2 separate regions of the Mus musculus genome follow, and region 2 is linked to region 1. A link is a contact called in public Hi-C data. All regions are on one chromosome and are shown on one strand. The core of a region is the stretch at or near the end of the contact, and the rest is flanking DNA. Distances in the headings are between cores, read along the strand shown. Region 1 holds the start of AI839979 (expressed sequence AI839979). Region 2 overlaps Babam2 (BRISC and BRCA1 A complex member 2).

What was found. Hi-C and Micro-C count contacts between places; a contact is called where the count stands out from the background.
Region 2: a Hi-C map of embryonic fibroblasts shows a contact between it and region 1, with 2.7 times the contacts expected there. The contact joins the enhancer-like site here to the promoter of AI839979 in region 1. A contact is called at or near these places in 1 of 39 promoter capture datasets (the 3T3-L1 cell line), 3 of 15 datasets of contacts at CTCF or cohesin (the NIH/3T3 cell line and large pre-B cells), 20 of 484 Hi-C or Micro-C datasets (3T3-L1-derived adipocytes, the C2C12 cell line, Th1 cells and 8 more) and 7 of 115 datasets of contacts at active chromatin or transcription factors (CD8 T cells, the NIH/3T3 cell line, bone marrow-derived macrophages and 3 more).

The regions. Positions count from the first base shown.
Region 1 is chr5:31,567,632-31,574,511 of GRCm38.p6, reverse strand. It overlaps AI839979 (expressed sequence AI839979), which reads left to right and starts at 3,115. Exons shown (of 3, transcript NR_102275.1): 1 at 3,115-3,328; 2 at 3,593-3,712; 3 at 4,082-4,920.
Region 2 is chr5:31,858,717-31,865,946 of GRCm38.p6, reverse strand. All of the region lies in intron 6 of Babam2 (BRISC and BRCA1 A complex member 2), which reads right to left. Among named protein-coding and RNA genes, the nearest start is that of Gm52770, 140 kb to the left of the region's middle. Within about 2 kb of position 2,851, at least 32 of the 459 cell types and tissues checked have an H3K27ac peak or open chromatin away from gene starts, as enhancers often do. A contact at or near this core is called in the C2C12 cell line, the NIH/3T3 cell line, embryonic fibroblasts and 1 more, where this site is marked.

The sequences.
Region 1 (6,880 bases), core at 1,866-4,365:
TATGTTCTACTTCTATCTTTGTTATTTTTTTAAAAAGATTTTATTTTATGTATAAGGGTTACACTGTAGCTGTTTTCAGACACACCAGAAGAGGGCATCAGATCCCATTACAGATGGTTGTGAGCCACCATGTGGTCGCTGGGAATTGAACTCAAGACCTCTGGAAGGGCAGTCAGTGCTCTTAACCACTGAGCCATCTCTCCAGCCCTGTCTTTGTTATTTTTAATGGCTGTATATTATCCCAGCAAGAAGAGAGTCTTATTTTTTTTCATGGCTTATTTGCCCATTCAAATCATACCCCAGCATTAGATCTTAAGGTGCTACATGTTGCTTTTTCAATTGTTTCGGCCTTTGGGATTCTGTAGCTGATAACATTTTGAAGTCAGCACATATATGTTAGCAAATTTCGTGAAGATGGAATGACTCAGCCTCTTACCTGTACAAGCTATTCTTACTGTATATTTTTCTTTTCATTGCCAGGAAGGCTTAAAGAAAACAGCTTCAATTTCAATGTGTGACCACAATGTTTATGGTTACACCTTCTGACCTATCTGCTCTACTACAGACTCACAGTGATAACCATGAGTATGTCCTGATGTCTGTCAAGACATAACCGGGGACTATGATCGGGAGACTAAGAACCTTAAACAAAACATGTTCAAAGTCCATGGAGAGGATTATGGGAAGGGCTTCCTTTAAGTCATGTTTAGCTATTTATAGTTACCAGGTATTACTGTAGTTAGAAAAATGGCCAGATCTAGTTAATCTGGAGGAAAGAAATTGCAAACAGTAGCACCCCAGTTTCATTTGCAAGAGTGAGCTGGACGTGGGCTTTAGAATCCTACAGAAGCCTGACATGACCATGAGTTTTCTGTCAAACTGAGGAATCATCATTTACATGAGATAATGTCTTTAGAATCATAAGACTACAAAAAAAAAAAAAAAAGAAAAGAAAAAGAAATCATAAGACACTAACCCTAAAGTAACATCAAGGCGTTCAGGCACCAGCATTGCACATGTGTGTGGGTGGTGCACTAGGATAAATGAATCCATCCTTCTGCAGAGAGTGCTGAGGGCACACAGTGTCTGACACTGGCCCAAGCACTTGTTTTCACTAGAACAACTGCTGGTGGGGTGGGGAGGTACTCAAACAAGTGACAACAAGAATATGGCATTGCTGTCCTTGCTGAGGTGGTGGCTGCTTCTGTTGCTGCTGCTTTCTTCTTCTTCTTCTTCTTCTTCTTCTTCTTCTTCTTCTTCTTCTTCTTCTTCTTCTTCTTCTTCTTCTTCCTCTTCCTCTTTTTCTTCCTTCTCCTTCTTCTCCTCCTCCTCCCCTTCTTCTTCTTCTTCTTCTTCTTCTTCTTCTTCTTCTTCTTCTTCTTCTTCTTCTTCTTCTTCTTCTTCTTCTTCTTCTTCTTCTTCTTCTTCTTCTTCTTTCTCTCTCTCTCTCTCTCTCTCTCTCTCTCTCTCTCTCTCTCTCTCTCGATATATATCAGGATGACCTTGAATTTGTGGCTATGCTCCTGCTTCTGCCTCCAGGGTGCAGAGTACTGGGATTGCAAGCATGTACCATGATACTTAGCTAGAAATTTTTATTTGTTTTTTGAGACTGGGTTTCTTTATGTAGCCCTGGCTGTCCTGGAACTTACCATGTAGACCAGGCTCCAATTCAGAGATCCACCTGCTTCTCCATGCTTTGCTTTGGGGATTCTTCTCTTTTCTCTTCTTTTTTTTTTCTTCTTTCCTTTTAAAATGTATATGAGCACACTGTTGCTGGCTTCCAACATATCAGAAGAGGTCATCAGATCTCATTAAAGGTGGTTGTGAACATATGTGGTTGCTGGGAATTGAACTCAGGATCTCTGGAAGAACAGTTAGTGCTCTTAACTGCTGAGCCATCTCTCCAGCCCCACCTAGGGAATTTTTAATAATTGAAATTACCCAACATATGTAATGGAATGTCTCATGCTTACATTCAGAAAAGAAATAATAAAAAACAAATCTTGTTACGAAGAAAACCGGGTATGGAAATACCAAGTCAATGAACTTGGTCCAAGTTCAAGGTCAGTAGAGGGGCTGCACTCCCTGTGCCTCGATCCCAGCCCTTCTACTCTTACAAACATGCAGCATGCCTACTACTCCGACTTTTCTTTCCTTTGTTTTTAAAGACAGGGTCTCACTATGTAGCCTTGGCTAGCCTGGAACTCACCATGTAGACCAGGATGGACTCTTAACTCCTAGAGATCATCTGCCTCTACCTAGTGCTAAGATTAAAGACATCCTCAGTGTCCCCCATCCTCCAGTGTCCCCATCCTCCAGTGTCCCCCATCCTCCAGTGTCCCCCATCCTCCAGCTCACCTGCTGCATCTGAGTTCCCACTGTAAAGGAGATCACAGATGTTTCCCCACTCGGGGTTGGTGAAGGTTAAGGGGAGCATCAGAGAGACCTTAAGTCTGGTTCTCACCGACTTTATACCTTGCCCAATGGCACATGCCAGCATGAGAAACACGGAAATTTGGCAAACCATGCAATCTACCAGGAACTCAGCTGTGAAGGGAGAGACAGTCCAAGATTGCCTGCAAAGTTTCTGCTTCCTCTCAAGCCCTCCAGAGGCCCCAGAGGAAGGAGTCCTGACCCTGCCATCTTCCTTAGACTCCAGGGCCTCCTTTTCTCTAAAGAGGCGTGGAGGGTGCTGAGTGTGGGGTGAAGGGGAGATCAGTGCAGCCAGGCTGCAGTCAGGCACAGGAGGCTGACCTTCAGTTAGCTGCTGCTAGACTGAGCTCCCACTAGTTACCTAGGAAGGCACCCAAAAGCACCGGGAGGCTGGGGGGCGGCGGGTTGGGGCAGAGACCACCCAGGAGAAATGAAGGGCTTGGTGTGGGGAGGGAAAGGAGGAAGCGGGGTGGGGGCAGTATCAGAGAAGAAGGGGCACTAGAGAGTGAGGAAAAAAGCAGAAGTCATTGTGTGGGGAGAAGGTTGAGGGATGATGCCGAAAAAGAGGAAGGGGTCAGCGGTGGCGGTAAGACTTTGGAGAAGGAAGGAGAAAGTCGAGAGGGAGGGAAGAGGAGGCGGTCCTGATTCTCCACTTTACTGCCCATTCCTTCTCCCTTGCTGAAACATCCAGCCGGTGCCTTTGTGGCCTCTTGGGCTGGGTTGCAATCTCATGCCAACCCGCTTGCCGGTTGTCAGGAGGCCTCTGGGGAGGACGCTGCAGGAGCCTCAAACGCCACCTACTCCCGGCCTCTCTCCCGGTTGATGTTTCTATTTTGGGCACCACATTATTTCCTGCTGTGATTTTTTTTTTCAGGCTTCTAATTCAGGCTCTGAGGTAAGCTGTGACATCCGCTCGTGCCCGCAGGCCCCTCCCGCACACTGCTTGTCCTCCTGGGGCGCGGGCACCCCTCAGGCCCAGCAGCAGTCCAGCCACTGCGGGGAGTCTTGGCAGGGCCTGCCTAAAAATAAGCTTTCGGATTTCCCCTCCCCCTGGTAGGGCAAAAGGAGGCTAGCTGGAATAGATTTCTAGGCAAGGATTTGAGGGGGTGATGGAGTGAGGTTGACAGGGACCTGCTATAAACTGTGCCATTGTGCCTAGGAATGGGAGTCCAACGCTTCCGTGTCCGAAGTCTGTTTAACTATATTTGGACAATGACCCTTTAGAGATGCTGATAAAGGCTACACAGAATCCCAGAAACTGTCCACAACAAACTCACAGGTAGGTTCCTGGTAATTTTGGGTTTGTGCACTTCCTTGAGTCGGGGAGCCCTTGTTCAAAGCCCTGGGTATGCATGGACGCCTCCCTCCCTGATCTCTCCTCTCAACCTCAGTATGCCTCATTATATTTAATCAATATGTGCTTAAAAAGAAGAAGTCTCTGTATGTGCAAGTACTTCAAGCACAGGCAGATTATAAGCTATGTCCTTAGGGAAACAACAGCCTCTTAAAACTGTCTTCTGGTTTACTCCCAAGGACCTGCTGGCCATCTGGCAGTGAGGGCACCCACTGCATTGGGTTCTGGCAGATTTAAGTTCCGAACTCAATTAAGTAGGCTCTGTTTTTGTTTTTCCTGACTTCTCTCTCACAGCAGACAAAATGGTAAAGCTCCCGGGAGTCTCACCCATCCCAGTCCATGGGGGTGACTTTAGCTGAGACTCCTAGCAGTGAGGATATGGAGCCTGTTGTGCTTGTAGACAGGAGCCTAGCATAACTCCTCTGACAGCTACCCAGCAGCTGACTGAAACAGATGCTGAGTCCCACAGTCAAACATTAAATGGAGCTTGGGGACTCTTGTGGAAGAGTTGTGGGAAGGATTGCAGGCCCTGAAGGAAATAGGAACTCTACAAGAAGACCAACAAAGTCAACTAACCTGGACCACTAGGGGCTCCCAGAAACTGAACCATCAACCAAAGAGCATACACAGGCTGGACCTAGGCCTCCTTGCACATATGGAACAGATATGTAGCTTGGTCTTCATGTGGATCTCCCAACAACTGGAGCAAGGGCTGTCCCTGAATCTGTTGCCTGCCTGTGGGTCCTGTTCCCTTAACTAGGCTGCCTTGTCTGGCCTCAGTGGGAAAGGATGTGCCTAGCCCTGCAAAGACTTGATGTACCTAGGTTGGGGGATAACCGAGGGAAGAGGGAGGGTTCCATCTTCTCAGAGGAAAAGGGGATGGGGGACTGTGTGAAGGAGGTACGGGGAGAGGGGAGCAGCAATTGGGATGTAAAGTGAATAAATATATATATCAATGAATAAGTAGGAAAAACGATCAAGTTCCTCACATGGCTGAAAGTGAAAGAGGCAGCGTCTTTTAAAAGGTCTTGGTCACTGGAGGTTTTTTTTTGCTTTTGAATCACATGCACCTTGTCTGCTGTTGCCTTTATGAACATGTAACATCCAATAAATTTTGTTTTTTAAATCTTTATCATATTTTATTTGTGTGTGTGTCTGTAGACCAGGGTGGCTTCAAACTCAGAAATCCTCCTGCCTCTGCCTCCCAAGTGCTGGGGTTAAAGGTGTGCACTGCACACACACACCACCACTGGGCCTGGCTAATTTCTAGCCATACTACTTACTAGGAGGCAGAAACCCTGGGAGGTAACTAAGTCTCCCAGGAGACTTTCAAGAATAGTATTAGGAAAATGGCTTGAGAGAGCTTGTCTACTTTGTAAGGATCTGCTGGTGCCTTGAAATCTTGGACTTCCCAGTCTCTAGAACCTTGAGAAATGAAATTCTATTTAAAGATTACTCAACCTAACGTATCTTGTATGAGCCACCCAATGACTTGAAACAGGTACACTGAGCCCAAATTAAGGAAGTGATGTAAGATAAGCTATTTCTAGAACACTGAATGCGGACCAGGACCCGATCTCCAGGAAACTAGAGTGGCTCATTATGACATTACTAGACCTTCAAGTAGGCTTGCTCTTGACTCTAGATCCTCCATTTCCCACAGGGGTTCTCCTCCTAGCTCTACATGGGCACCAATCTGCCTGTATCTCCTTGGGAACTCTCTAGGGCTCCCATTTGCTTGTGACCCTTCACATTCTGATGGGCACTCTTGACTTCTTATCTCCCCTGACTTTTTATCTGGCCCACTTTAGTCTCCCTCATTAAAAAAAAATTAATCAAGAAATGCCCCTCGCCAAAAAGCAGGCACCCCAATTCCAATGCCTGGTGGGACAAGGCAGGTCATGAAATGGGTAAGTGGGTAAGGCAGACCAGGTTGGGGGTGAAGTGGCATTTAGACCCCAGGTGCCTAGTCTAAAGGGTACCAGCTACTTAGCTCCTCTTTATTTCAAGCCTAGTGTTAACCGATCTCCCAGAGTTGTTTGCTTGTGCTCTGGTTTGGTTTGGGTTTTTTGAAACAGGATTTCTATTTGCTACAGTTCTGCCTCTGCCTCCTAAGTGCTGGGATTAAAGACATGTACCACCATTTTTAGCAAATTTAGTTTTTTAGAAGTATCGTGCAGGACAAACCAAACGTGGCTGAAGGCTAAACTTAGCTCACAGGTCACCCTGTAGTCACTCAGTGTAGCAGAAAGCACTCAAAGCTGGGACTTATGGTTATGCCAGGAATGCAGGCTGAGCTACATGAATAAACGTCATCCCTTCACCTGATAAGGGATTCTGGTAAATGCTCTGGAAAGTCCTTTCTTTCAGCTTGGTAACTCTATGGCTCTTTGCTTATCCTAATAAGGGAATCCTGTTTGGTTGAACTGGCTGGTTAATGAGAATCACCATACACATACCAAGGATTACCACTTTTCAAAGAACAGAAACACAATAAGTGTTTGGTTATTGGAATTCTCCAGGGTTAACTGGAAAATCCCCTCAATCAAGGTTATTGTTGAAAGCCATTCTAAAATACCAGCGTTGCTTCCTGCCTTTCTAAGCTCAGGGATGCAGCCATACCCAGCTACAGGAACAGATGAGTCAATGTCTGGAGACTCTGCCACCAGGCTTGCCCCAGAGTTGGCTGGAGTTCCTCTCAGCCAATGGCTGCTCAGAGCACATTGGCGCCTGTAAGTCAAGGGCATCAAAGCTACACATAAACAACTATCCTAGGGGTGTGTGTGTGTGGGGGGGGGCTTGCCAGCCTCTCTGGAAGGGTGGGGGGCTGCTAGCTTCTCTGGCCTGAATCTAGACTCTTCATTTTCTAGCTATATGGCTTTTGGCAAATATTGCAAGCTTTCTGAATGTTAGTTTTCTTGTGTATAAACCAGAGGTACCAATATGGTCCCCCTGAGTTGTCATCAGAGACGTGAGAAAATGGATGCTAAGTGGTGGTGGTGGGCTGTCTGGGATAACTGAGTGCTGGAAAAATGGAGTTGCGTCCATTAGGGCCGCAAGCGATTTTATCATGCAAAGCCATGGAATTCTCTA
Region 2 (7,230 bases), core at 1,602-4,101, 290 kb before region 1:
ATTTGTTATAACCTTAGTCCCCTGATGAGTTCAGGAGGCAGCTTGTGCTCTCTCTCTCTCTCTCCCTTCCTCCCTCTCTCTTGCCCTCAACCCTCAACTCCTGTGCATATGCTTTTTATTTACATTTCAAATGTTTTCCCCTTTCCAGGTCTCCCCTCCGGAAACCCCTATCCCATCCCCCCTACCCCTGCCTTTATGAGGGTGCTCCCCCACCCACCCACTCCTGTCTTCCCACCCTGGCATTCCCCTACACTGGGGCATCGAACACCCTCAGGCCCAAGGGCTGCTCCTTCCACTGATGTCCAACAGGGCCATCTTCTGCCACATATGCGGCCTGACACAAGTCCCTCCATGTGTATTCCTTGGTTGGGTCCAGTCCACGGGAGCTCTAGGGGGTCTAGCCAGTTGATTGACACTGTTGCTCTCTCCATGGGGCTGCAAACCCACTCAGCTTCTTCAGTCTCTTCTCCAACTCCTCCATCAGGCACCCTGCACTCAGTCCAATGGTTGGCTGCAAGCATTCCACCTCTGTATTTGTCAGACTCTGGCAGAGCCTCTCAGGAGACAGCCATATCAGGCTTCCATCAGCAAGCAGTTCCTGGCTTTCAAAATAGAGTCTGGGTTTGGTGGCTGCAAATGGGATGGATCCCCAGGTGGGGCAGTCTATGGATGGCCTTTCCTTCAGTCTCTGCTCCACACTTTGATTCCATATTTCCCCCTGTGAGTATTTTGTTCACCCTTCTAAGAAGCAATGAAGTATCCACATTTTGGTCTTCCTTCTTCTTGGGCTTCATATGGTCTGTGAATTGAATCTTGGGTATTCTGAACTTTTGGGCTAATATCCACTGTGCAGCATATGCTTATCCACTCCTGTGGGTGTGTGTGTGTGTGTGTGTGTGTGTGTGTGTGTGTGTGTGTGTGTTTTAAAGATGGACCTTAACCACTGGAATGACCTACTAATGATGTTTGAGGATTTCTTAATGAACAAGGCAGCTACTTACCTGGCCTTGGTCTTTTAATAGTTAAAATCTCCATTATCAAGATATTTCCCTATTAATAAATTGGCTTAAATTGACATTAAAATTTTTTTGTGGGCTGGAGAAATGGCTTAGTGGATAAAATACTGACTGCACAAGTATGAGGACCTGAGTTCAAATCCCCAGAAGCCACATGATGCAGGGCATGGAAGCATACACTGTAACCCCTAGCATTCTCACATCAAGATGGGAGGCAGAAATAGGAAAATCCTCACGGGGCAGCTAGCCTACCTTAGGCAGAGATGAAGAACATAAGGGACTATGTCTCAAACAACAGAGAAGGCAGGACTGGTACCTGAGGCTGTCCTTCTACTTCTACAGGCCCACAGTGGCATGCACACATGCACGCCACAAATACACAGTAAAAGAGGATTTTGAAAATCAGTTTCATATTCTTGGCACAAAGAGATCAGGAAGTTGCTAAAGTATGAAGGCAAATGAGAGAAAAATCAAACAAAGGCAAACATTCATATTTTTTTCTAAGTTAGAAAGCAAATGAGTTGACTCTACAGATGTTGCTGAAGATAAATGACTCTATGAGAAAGAAGTGGAGACAACAGATTGAAGTCAAGACAGGGCATGGAGGTCCATGGGCCTGCCTGATGCCTGTCTGAGCAACTTTTGTAATGATTAACAAGAAGGGAGGGGAAACTCATCTTAAATGAGGTCCTCTATTGTTGCTTCTGAGTGGACGCTTTATTTCAGTTAAAGAGCAGAGTCATTAGGCTAGAAAGAAGATAAAGCCTTGGAAGCATATTTCATGCCTTCTCCTGGTGAATGTCCATCAGCCCCCAGAGGGACTCCCTGCCACGGGAGACTTAATACAGTTTCTAAACTTTGAAGCAAGGGTCCATATGCCCTCAAAAAGTTATACACACGAACTCGGACATCTGTAAAGTAAAAATTGTAAATTCTCCCAAGAAGCAGGCATGTTTACTTTGAAGTCTAAATTAACTCATTGTGGCTAATAAACAAATGATAACAAAATTCATGTAATCTGGAAGAAAAAAATTAAAAGAAGAATTATTTGTTTTTTGAAAGCCCAAGTCAAGCTTCCCTGCCCCTGAAGACTGTCAAATGTGTCGATACACTAGGTCACATGCAGACCAACATGTTCTTGGCCATGAGCTTCTCATACACATATTCAAAATTCTTTCTTCTATTTGTTAGGCTCTAAATTATATTTTTTTTTGTGCTTGGGCATATCCTGATTACAACTTACAGATGGACAAGTTCATCTGAAAATTGACTAATTAAAATATATTGATCATAAAATATGTACTGTTATCTTTTTCCCTTAACACATCTTAAAGCTAATCTTAGCTGAACACTTATAAGTACTTACCCCTGTACAGCACAAGACAAGAATATAATTCAATGAAACCTTTACAAAATGTCAGATTAATTACATTCTTTCACTGCAGATGGATTTAAGGAAATCATCTCTGAAAACAGTGCTTCATTTAAAGTAAAATAAAGACAAAATCGTCTGTGATAAGTCAATGTGTAGGAGATGCCAAAATATTAAAACAGACTTATATTAAAGATGCTTTGCTATGAGTTTTTAAAAATAAATATAATAAGTTTGTGACTCTTGTGAGACAACAGCCTAGACACACTAACATTTTTGCAATTGCACAATCAGGAGGATTAATGACATGACAGAAGAAAGAAACTATGCCATGTGGGGCAAAAAAAAACAAAAAAAAAAACAAAAAAAACCTCAAATTTCAGAAAGGTCATTAATACACAAGTCACATGTGTGCTACATATTCATCTAGTTAACAAGTACTTGCTGTCTGCAGTGCACAAGTACCCAAATCTATGTAAGTAAAACTCCAGCTGGGATAGGAGGGACAGACAGACAGACTTTACCTCTCCCACACAGGTCAGCATGACATTTCTCTAAAGTGACTTTTTATGAGGTTTTGAAATTCAGTGCCATAAAAGTCAGATGCATAAATCACTTCTAGAGAATACATTTATAATGCAGTGCTCATTGTGCAATGACTTCATGTTTCTGTGGACTTAAAAGATTTACTGTTACTGGAGTTAAACATTAACAGAGGCAAAATATTTATGTCTTTGCCCATTAAAGCTTAATATGAAGCTTAAAACAATTTACACTCATGTATTTGTTAACAAAACTCCAAGTAATATGCTGTCATCTCAAACTGAGATTTGTTGTTTATGACATCACCTACGCCATATCTGACACAAAAATGGCACTTTAGAGAGTATTCAAGTTAGGAAATGTGCAAAACAGAAAACTCTACCGTTGTGCAATAGGATTGCTAATGCTCTCCTGTTGCTGTTTCTGGGCTCTTACCTGCATTCTACAAGGACCATCTTCCTTCTGTGCTTTTAAAGCCTCAATAAAAAAGAACTCATTTCATTTGTTTCTCATAGTAAGTTATATAAAATGAAACTGGGAGTGCCTGGATACACACGCTTCTTTTAAGATAAACACTTAGATCGGACTGGGAAAGTATTAGAGATGGGACACTTAGCACTACCCTAAGTTCTTCTTTTATATGGTTTACTGAGAGACTATGAGATGGAGGAAGAGTCTCTGGCCAAACAATCATCAACTATGGCCTCTAAACTACTAGCTCAGCTCTGTCTGGGTCTACAACATGGCGGCCCAAATTCCTTCAGTGGATCAAACCTCTTATCTTACTTTCTCCAGCAACAAGCATCAATGTGAATAGCACATATATAAGGTACCAGCATTTCTATCCAAAATGAAGATACCAGGGCACACTTGTACGAGAAACACTGCTTTCCACATTGACTTACTCAGTTCCTTAGTTTCAGAAAGAACAAAAGGAAACGGATAACCAATTACTACTTCTGTTGCCTTCATTATCTATCTGTGTCATGGGCTGCGTGTGGGGTTTTGCTGTTCCTTTTCTAATTTTTCTCAATACAGCGTACTCAATAAATGCAGATCACTGAAGGATAAAATATAGGCATGCAAATGAAGAGTTGCATTTATTTCAAAGATGGCTACCTTTTAAGCCTGGGATAAAGACAAGCATTAGTCTTGTTACTTTGAAATTAAGCCAGACCTCATGGACACAATGCACATGTACAACATTCTGCTCACGAGAGCACACAGCAGCAAAGAGCAGCCATCACTCAGGGAGAGTGGAAACAATCTTCCAAGAAAGAGGGAGAGTGATTCTAGTTAGAACTGGAAATATAGGGAAAAATGGAAAACATTTAATAGTCGCTGAAGAAAATGTGCTAAAGAATCAGGTTTGTAAAGCCCAGACATAATAAGAGTCCCAAACAAAATGGGAACCACAAATTTTAGGGAAGCAAATTAGTATGTCTCTAAGGATTTCTTCCCATGTTCAACCGTCAGATTACAGAAAGGGGCAAAGCATGTGGTGTCAACCACAGTGAACAAGGTGGACAGTTAGGAGGGCTATGGGCGTGGGGCTGACGTACAGACTTGCTAGGCAGATGATCATGAGTGATAGGCTAAAGTCCAGAAGTGGCTCAAGATGTGGAAGTGTGGAAGAGGCACTGGTTTGAGACTTACTAAGCAGAGAAGAGTACTAGGGCTTCAGAAACAAGAGGGTTAGGAGAAGGTAGGCAGAAATGGGAGGGCAGAGAGCCAACGTGGAGATAGAGAGAAACTGGCAGGCTGGACCAATGATGAACCAGCATCGTATGTGTCATAAACTATGGAGAACAGCAGCAGAGGGTAGGGAGAAATTATGACCCAGGTACTGAGGACACATATGAAATGGAAACAAGCCCTGGACTGATGGAATTAGCAAGGTTTCTAGAGGAGAGTGATGCAGGCAGTCAAAGGAATAGGATTTTGTATTTTCACAGTGAGTCAGCAAAACTGAGAGAAGGTGAAGCCAGTTTCCACATAGGACCAGAGCTGAACTACATAAAGGAGTCAAGGAGTCAAGGAAAGAGCTAGGGAACATGTCTCCAAATGAGAACCCTACACTACTTCTAGCTGCTGCTGGGTTGACCAGATTACTGAAGGACAGAATTAACTAATAAAGTACCCTATATGCCAAAAACCAAACCAAACCAAACCAAAAAAAACAACCAACCAGAGAATGCACCAACTATTATCATCTGGAGATTTATCATCATTCTTCCTCAAAGATACAATTTGACCTAGGTATTACATTCATTTCAAATAAGATATACAGACAGAAACAAGCAACTTGCCCAAGGTCTGGGTTGGGGCAAAGCTGACAGTGGAACTAAAGTGTAACCTGATATCTTTCCTGTTCTCAACCACTAACAGAACTCAGATGACATCAAGCATTCCCTCTTCTACTACGTCTGCTTTTAATAAAAATCATAAATCATTTAGTTATGTGATGTCAATTTCAACCACATCAGAGAACAACCACCCCACATTTCCTTGCATTATGATAAGAATGCAATTGTGCCTTCCTAGAAATGCTACACTGGTAACTTCTAGGTGAGAAACAGAACATGCTAAAAACACAACTGTGCTTGACTTTCAAGTTACCGACAACCTGGTGAATGGGCTGTTTTGTTTTCCCCACAGCAATATTCAAGATCACATCTTAGACTCTGGGTTTCTGTTATTTTGTCTCAATGTTTCCTTGCTTTCAATGAATATAAACAATTTCAGGTTGGCTCAGTTTTATTACAATTGATCATTACAAATAAAAACATCTTTGGAACATCTGAGAAAATATCCCTGTGCTGTTCAGGTTGCTAGGTCATTTCCATATCCAGACTATAACTTGGTCTTGGTCTTCTGAAAAATAATGGAACTAAAACAGAGTAAAGAAACCATGGATATCTCCTACTTTGGATGAAAAGAGTTCTGTTTAATTTAAACATACATACATAAAGACAGACAGACAGACAGACACATGGGCATATACACACATGCACACACACACAAACACAGAGAGAGAGAGAGAAGGAGAGAGAGAGGGGAAGGTAGGGGGAGAGAGAGAAGGAGAGAGGGAGAGAGAGGGAGAGAGGGAGAGAGGGAGAGAGGGAGAGAGGGAGAGAGGAAGAGAGGGGAAGAGAGAGAGAACTGGATTTCAATTTCTGATTCTCTTGCCTTCAGCCCCAAGTGCTAGAATCCTGGGGATATCACCACACCAGCCACACCAGGCTGCCTACATTCTTTTTGGCCAGAAAATAAGAGAATTGGTCAAAGAAGGGTAACAGCTCAGCATCTAGAACTCTGAGAGGGCCCGGCATAAGGTATCTAGTGGGAAGGCAGGTGCCTAAGGTATGCTGAGGTGTGATGACCACTTAGCTAGCTATTCCTCAACCGATAGGTCAGATCTATTAATCTTATATGGTGGTAATGGTTTCCAATGTTAAGACAGCTGTAGATACACTATGACAATCTGCAGCAGGGAGCAATTTTCTTCTCTGAAAGAACCTTCTCCACTTGGAAGGCACTTGTCTGGTCTTCTCTAGGGATCAGGGATCAGATGATTGTGACTCTGGCCTCTCTATACCAGTCATAGACAGAAGTTCCTCTTGCAGGAGAAGAGGACCGCTGTTTTCCCTGCCTGTCCCAGTGGCTGTGAGGGAAGAGCAGCAGGTACTCTGTTAGGCTGCTCTGTGACCAGCCTGTGAGAATTCCCACCACATTCCCCTGCCTCCTGTCCCCTGCTATAGGAATCCTACTTCACAGGCTCATTACTGCCTCTCCAACTGCAGGGAAAGTGTGACGAGCGGGTGTGGCAGCAGTCCCAAGATGGTGCCCGGGACTGCAGCTAAGTCTTATGACTTGCACCTGACTTCCTTATACACCTGAAAATAAGCCATGGCCATCTTGAGAGCTCCGCAGGTGCACCATGATGCTGGTGGTGTAAACAAGTCCATATTTGGTGGAGACATGCCCCTGCCGCCCTGATTGGCTGAAGCTGCGTGCCTGGTGAGGTGGCGTGGCCTGCCGTGAGTGGATGGGGGCTGAGAGTATGTAAGCAGACCTCCCTGGGTGCCCGGGGTCCCCGTAGCAGCATTGAGGCATTACTGCAATAAAGGCTGTTGAGAAGAATCCGAAGTGTTGTATCGTTCTTGCTGGTCGAGAGCGGACCCGACAGGAAGGAAATATTTCTATGCAATAAAAATTATTTTGGTGTTTTTTACTCCCTCCTCATCCATGCAAAACAGGAAAGCATGACACATTGCCTTTTATGGTTATAAAAGATCC